Regions from separate parts of the Mus musculus genome. Here region 1 is linked to region 2. A link is a contact called in public HiChIP or PLAC-seq data. All regions are on one chromosome and are shown on one strand. The core of a region is the stretch at or near the end of the contact, and the rest is flanking DNA. Distances in the headings are between cores, read along the strand shown. Region 1 has its middle 290 kb from the start of Gm41333. Region 2 has its middle 190 kb from the start of Gm24696.

Region 1 (3,526 bases), core at 390-2,889, 830 kb before region 2:
AGAGAAGTGGGGGAAAGGCATGACTGTGGACAAAATTACTCTAGAGCTGGGTCTTGATCCTGAAGATGTTAGGCATAGAGTAGCATGGCCAGATTTGGTCTTCAGTAAGTCACAGCTGTGAAACTGTGGAAGATAACTGAAAGGTTGTGTCTTCTTTACATAATGGGACAAAGCACACAGCCACCTCTGCCCATCACTCACTGTTGAGTGTAGTCTGAAGCCTTCCAAACATAGTCCTCTTCTTTCACAGCAGGGAGGCTTGCAAAGTGTCTCAGGGAATCCTCTCGCTTGGTAGACTCAAATGGAAGACCAGCCCTGACTATTCAGAAAGTCAAAATGTCCAAGGCATTATGAAGTGCAGTGGTGAGCGTTGGTGGGGCCCTGCAGATACGTTGTGAAAGCAGAATTAAGACCCAGGTGGCTGTACACTCTCTTAGCTTTTTGCACACCCTAGGGTGTTGGCTAGCACTGAGCTGTTGTACAACTGTGGGTTTTGCAAACTTGAGCTCAAAAGTTCCTTTCCCAAACCTGCTTCCTCCACATACTCCACCCTGTAACCTCACTCATCTGTGAAAATTTGGGGTCTCAGGGTATGAAGTAAAACTGAAAGTTCTAAAACAACGCTGGAGATCTCTGTTATCATGTCCTCCCCCAATGCCCCTATCAAGTCTGTTACCCTGCTTTGAACATACCTGTAATTCAGAGATGAAGTAAAAGAGCACTGGGCATACAGTCTAGATTATTGCTTTTGATTCTTGATCTATAGCTTTTGTGCATTTGACTGGTAATCCCTTTAACCCCCCCCCCCCCAAATGCCTCAGATGTCCAATCCCTGAAATAAAAACTCAACTAAAAGATGCCTGAGGGCTTCAAACTCATGGTGTGACTCCAGGAGCATCTGGCCCTGTGTGCTAAAAGATGACGAAAGGAACCAGCTACAGTCATACCAGTGTAAGACAGCCAAAACATCGCTAAGAGATTCCCAAATGATGCTGTAGACAAGTGCCTAGAAATACTGAAGTCCCTTAGCTCTTTTGTCAAAGGAGAAGAGGAATCTACACAGAAATACCTTACATTCTCATTTGTACCAAATAAGTTCACACATAGAAAGAACTCCCCAGAGAATCTTCTCAAGGTCATTCCTGGCCTGGGTGGCTTTTTATTTCCTGATAGCTTTTTGCAAGTGAAGTACACTATCTCGGTAATAAATCTTGTTTATACCTCCTGAGCACCATGGATTTGCTGTTCATTCTTTTGGAAATCAATGATGACTTAGAGATGATGTAACATTTAATCTGATGCAAAGTAACTAAATAGGAGTCATTGTTTTTTCTAAGCAACTCTCTATCAACTCTCATTTTTCCTGAATAAGCCTTAAGGCTTCTCAGAGATAAACAGTGACTTTTCTCCACTAAAATATTTACTTTCTGAAAGGAAAAAAAAAGCAACTTGCCTGGTCCTCCCGGTATGCTTTCTAAGAACCACAAATGTTTGGTCCCACAAAGGCACAGACCATATTAGCTTACACTTAGGACAGGAGCTTTGATGATAGCAGAACTTCTGAGTCACACTTAAGTCTTTGGGCAGATGTGCAACAATCTCATCTCTGGTTTTCAGTGGTCGGTATACCAGTTTCTCGTTTCCTACAACTGACATCACCATGGCTTTCTTTGTAGCTTAGACCAAAATCTCAACACAGTGTGTCAGTAACTACTTGAGAAACAGAATAGAAGTGACAAAATGAAATAGAAAAGCCCAAGAAGCTATGATATACATGGATAGTCCTTTGTAGGACAAATAAGGGAGAAAGAGAGGGAAAGCAGTTAGAAACCTCTAGTTCCTGGACTTACATGAAAGTAAGATAAAATAGGGTTGGCAAGATGACTCTGTGAGTAAAGGCTGAGCCTTTGTTCCCTGACCCTTCATGATAGGAACAGAAAAATGAGTCTTAGAAATTGCCCTCTGACATCTATTCATAAGCATGCTGGGGCATAAACACACACACTTCCTTTATATATATATAGTTAAATAGTTAAATAGTTAAATAGTTAAATAAATAAATAAATAAATAAATAAATAAATAAATAAATAAATAAATAAGCAAGCTTGGGAAAACCTCCTTGCCACCTGGACTGAAGTTGTTTGCATGCATTTGTCTCATATCAGTAACACTTCAGTCTCTTGTCCAGCCCTATCTCCCAAGCTCTAGAGTATGACAGCCAGCTCACTACTAGTTATCTACTTGGATACCCAATCCACCCCTCAAACTTCACATATCCAAAACTGTCCTCTTCCTCCTCCCTATCAAACCTGTACCCCTCGCAGCCTCCACACCACATAGGATAGCAATCTGGCTTTGCTGTGCAAAGGCCACACTACGATTCTAGTATGGTTCCCTCCTTCCATCATAGCCCACATCCTATTTGTCAGGTAAGTCCATTGTGTGTTCTCTCTCATCAGCCCTACCATCACCATTCCAACCTAACTATCCCCTCCTGTCACCCATATGACAGGAAAACTCCACTCATTTCCCCATCTTCTCTTCACCCTACTATAATCTGCCCTAGGCTTAGCAGCCTAACACATCATCTTAAAGTATATCTTATGCTAACCCTGCATTCAACAATATTACATTTATTTATTCTTTGCAAACATCAATGTTTCTTAATACAATGACTCAAAAGACCCTATGTGAACCCATCTCCATTATGTCTCTTACCTCATCATTTCACTGAAATCTCATCAGGTTATCACCGTAGGGCCCACATTCAATGTATCCACTGTTGTTTGTAAATGATCATCTCACCGTTGAGTGCCATGCTAAACAACATTTGAAGTCTCACATATGCATAATGCTCTGTAGTTTGCAAGTTACTTCTGGACATATTTTATTTAAGACTCGCAACAGTGTTGCAAGTTCTTGTTGAGAATTATTTTCCATATTTTAGGGATAATAAATCTGAACTCAGAAATGTTTTAAAATGTGTCCACATAAGTACTACTTGATAGTATCTTCTAGTGTAAATCTATTGGTGCCCGAAGAAGAAAGAAGAAGCAAATGAAGATTAATTCATTCTGTATTATTCTATAGTTTAAAGATCAAATGTTTCCCCCACCAGCAAACATTCGTGTATTTAAGATAGGTTTTCCAGGCTGGAGAGATGGCTCAGCAGTTAAGAGCACCAACTGCTCTTCCAGAGGTCCTGAGTTCAATTCCCAGCAACCACATGGTGGCTCACAACCATCTGTAATGGGATCTGATGCCCTCTTCTGATGTGTCTGAAGAGAGCAATGGTGTACTCATATACATAAAGTAAATAAATAAATCTTAAAAAAAAAAAAAGGTATGTTTTCCAAAATGATGATTTGGGTGTAGCTTTAACAGGTGGGGCCTAACAGGAAGATTTTGGTCACTGAAGACTATAACGGAATGAAACCCTTTCTTCTCCCCTTTCTTACCTTTTCCTTACCAAGCAGAGAAAGTGGGATTCTACTTCACCATAGGCTCCATCCTTAATGTGCTACC
Region 2 (3,885 bases), core at 201-2,700:
TTAATTCACTCTATGTTGTTTTATTCAATGCAAGATGTGGCAGACTAAGTGACGCATGTAGTATCTCATTTTTTTTCCTCTATACAAACTGAGAGACATGGGCTATAACTTCTTTCTGGTAAAGAAACCATGGTAACAGAGAGGATAGAGTTATCATTTACCATCATGTGGGACTCTCCTGGGAAAACCGGTTTGAGGATGGAGACCAAAGGAATTATTTTAAACATGTCAACTAGGATATGTCTGTTCAATATCAAGTGGTGATTGCAAAGAAAACACTAGGGAGAATGTCTGAACTAGAGATGTAAATTCGGAAGTCACCAACACTCAGGTGTTAGATAATACAGAGCAAAAACTAACTGTAGGCATGGATAGAGTATGAGATGGAAGAGAGACAGGGTTCAAAGTCTGAGATCTGGAGTTAAGTCATAAGAAGGATGTGAGTTAACTGGCAAAGAAGAGCACTGGAAATAAGAGAGTAAGGAAGGAGAGAAAACAGGAGAGTGGCACACGGTGAAGGCAGACTTTATTGAGATTTGCAAACTCTATCAACAAACGAAACATCCCAGTACAATTTCAGCCCAGTTTTCTTTGGCCCAAGATACTCTCCATTTTTACACACTGTAGCACAGATGTGAAAACGTCTTCTTGACTGTCTAAATAGTAAATACGTGAAATTTTGTGGGTCAATATGCAAGATCAAGTCCATCAAGCAGTCTTTAATAGTCAGTGAAAATACATTTTAGCCTAAGGACCATGAACAAATGAGAGAGAGAGAGAGAGAGAGAGAGAGAGAGAGAGAGAGAGAGAGAGAGAGAGAGAGAGAATATCTCAAATCTGGTCTCTGGCCACCACCTATATTTCACCATATTATTCCCTCTAGTTTTAGAACACTGTTACATAATGATTATTCTTAGGCATCTTCTTTTTCCTTTGTTAGTATATACATATAATGTATAATATATGAATACATATATAAATAGAGAGACTATATATACATGAATACATAATACATGAACACACAAACATATGGATAGAACATGACCAATCTGTACAATGTTACATGTATGTGTATTTTCAGGGCTGACCATTTGGTATTGGATAACCAGTTATTGTGCTCTTCCCAGGGAAAACTGTTTCCCCTACTCTCAGCATTCTTTAATTGCCTGTAGTTTGGATATGTCAGTATCAAAATAACCCCACATTCACTCAAGGAAGTCCATTTCATTATTATATCTTAAGACTGAATTTTTTTTATTTCAATAAAGATAGCAGTTTTATTTCTTCCCCAAGGCACTATTTTCTGTTCTGTTTTACCTAGCTTCATAGTTGCTGAAGAAATGGAGCATGGGAGCAAGCAAACGATTTGCATGAGTGTGTTTGTCATAGATCATGACCTCCAAAGTGGTTTCTTCCTTGACAGTGTGACAAAGGAAAGGGGATTTCCCTCTACTCTTGTTTTACCCTCTTAATGTCACAAGCAAATTCACTGAAACCTCAAGGAAGGTACAGATCACCCTGTCCTTCAATGTCATAGCAAGGGTATCATTATGATTCACCACCATAGCACGTGAACCCTGCTCACAGAAGCACCTTTCCCAAGAAGGTAACGTTCAAAGTCACTATCACTCCTACTCTTTTTTTTTTTTTTTATTTTATTTTTTTTCCATTTTTTATTAGGTATTTAACTCATTTACATTTCCAATGCTATACCAAAAGTCCCCCATATCCACCCACCCCCACTCCCCTGCCCACCCACTCCCCCTTTTTGGCCCTGGTATTCCCCTGTACTGGGGCATATAAAGTTTGCAAGTCCAATGGGCCTCTCTTACTTTCTTCCTACTAAAAGTCAGTTCAGAGACCCAGTGCTATCTGTTGTATGTACTCTCCTCTTGAGAATCACATTATGTCTACCTACCTCCATCCCACCTCAATCCCATCAGAGCTACCGACGTGAAATCCACTCACAGATAACATTCCAAATTCCTTGGGATTTTGTTTCCCAAGTGCCATTCTCCTATAAACTATTGTACAAGGACAAATAGCCCCATTGAGCAAACAGCACAATATGCTCTCCTCATCAACTCTCAAGACACGTGTATTTGCAGGTATTTCTAATCAATCATGAAGTGACTGCTGTTGGAAATTCTACCAGAGGTCAACCTACCTCCTTATAATTGTTCCTACTTAGGAAAACATCGAATTACCATAACCAATGATGTTTTTTGTTGAGTAGGCTATATGTAGAAAAGGATTATTTAAAAGAAAAGTAAAGAAAAAACCCAGCTTCCCCAAGCTCAGGTGCAGCCCATCTTCTTCTCCATCCTCTTTAGTGCTGAGTCTTGTCTCTCGGATTGTGCTTCTTTCTTTCCTGCTGTTGTGTTATTAATGACCAAGGGCCACTTTAGTGACCAGCCAGCTATTCCAGAAAACCAAACCTCATTGTTTCTCGAATCTGGAATATGTCTACTCTAGACACTTTATGACCAACTCAAATAAGGATTGCTATTTATTCTGAAGGCTTGATAATATAAATAAAACAAATAATAAACCACCTTATATTTGAATTTCTAACTTTTCCTTTTTTGGATGCAGAAAAATAACCCCCAAACAAGGTAGATATAGCCAATGAATATATATTTTTAAAACTCATGTGTCCCTTCATTTGGTTTTTGTTTTGTTTTAAGATTCATTTATTTATTTATCTATTATATATACAGCATTGTCCCTGCATGTGTGCCTGCAGGCTATAAGAAACACTAGATCTCATTATAGATGGTTATGAGCCACCATGTGGTTGCTGTGTTGAATTCAGTACCTCCAAAAGAACAGCACTGCTCTAAATATCTGAGCCATCTCTCCAGCCCCACAGTGAATGTATTTTTTAAAACTGTGGGTGGGATTTCCCACAACTCTTTTTTTTTTTTTTTTCATTTAGAGCTGAGGACTGAACCCAGGGCCTTGTCTTGCTAGGCAAGTGCTCTACCACTGAGCTAAATCCTCAACCCAACAGTGAATGTATTTTAAGCCATGGTAAACAAATGCTTATTTGTGTCCAGATGGCAGATTTGAAGAGTCACCAAAGGTTTGGAAGGATGATTCTAAGACCTGGGTTATAGACTATGAGACCTGTGTGAGCAGGTGGTGAAAGCTTTTCACCCAGTGAAAACTGTTGGTGGATTTGACTTGGAATTGTTGTAGACATGGGGAAATATCAAGCAGAAAAATGGCCAGAATACAGGGTGATCACTGAGGAGTCAAACTCAAGTGTAGGCTATTATACTGGAGCCAGGGTGCCATGCAGGGAAGACTGAGGGAGGGGTACAGAGAGAGACAGCAAGAGAATGACATGAACATAGAGAGGTAAAGAGATGGAAAGGAAAGAGGAGGAAGAGGAGGAGAAAGAGTAGAAGAGGAAAGGAAGTCAGGAGAGGAAAGGAAGGGAGGGGAGGGAAAAGAAGGGGAGGAGAAGAAATCACAGGAGAGCAGAGGAGGGGGTGGAGAGGAGAGGACAGGACAAGAGAGGAGAGGGCAGGGGAAGAGAGGAGAGGAGAGCAGAACACAAGAGAGTGCTCAAACTTTGAAGGCATATGAGACAGGCTTGTTTCCCTTTTTTCTGTTATGATACTTGATAATTTTGACCTCATCTAATCTTCGAAACAGCTACAGCACTGTTTTTTTTTTTTACAGAACTGTACACACATTCAAGAATTGTTATTGCTATTCATTTGTGTATTTCCAACTCCCTTTTATGCACAAATAAAAATCTAACAGAGAATTTATAGAAAATAGAAAAACTTCTATTAAAGTAACCTTTTCCCCATCCCAGGGTATGAAAAAGAAACCATTTCTAATACTTTTGAAGTCGCCATCTATTTATAAAAC

Evidence for each region. HiChIP or PLAC-seq counts read pairs in DNA pulled down with a chosen protein or histone mark.
Region 1: a BATF HiChIP or PLAC-seq map of CD8 T cells shows a contact between it and region 2, with 7 read pairs. The contact joins two enhancer-like sites. A contact is called at or near these places in 1 of 115 datasets of contacts at active chromatin or transcription factors (CD8 T cells) and 1 of 9 other capture datasets (embryonic stem cells).

The regions. Positions count from the first base shown.
Region 1 is chr15:62,372,879-62,376,404 of GRCm38.p6, reverse strand. No RefSeq gene overlaps it. Among named protein-coding and RNA genes, the nearest start is that of Gm41333, 290 kb to the left of the region's middle. Within about 2 kb of position 1,639, at least 6 of the 459 cell types and tissues checked have an H3K27ac peak or open chromatin away from gene starts, as enhancers often do. A contact at or near this core is called in CD8 T cells, where this site is marked.
Region 2 is chr15:61,544,391-61,548,275 of GRCm38.p6, reverse strand. No RefSeq gene overlaps it. Among named protein-coding and RNA genes, the nearest start is that of Gm24696, 190 kb to the right of the region's middle. Within about 2 kb of position 1,450, at least 20 of the 459 cell types and tissues checked have an H3K27ac peak or open chromatin away from gene starts, as enhancers often do. A contact at or near this core is called in CD8 T cells, where this site is marked.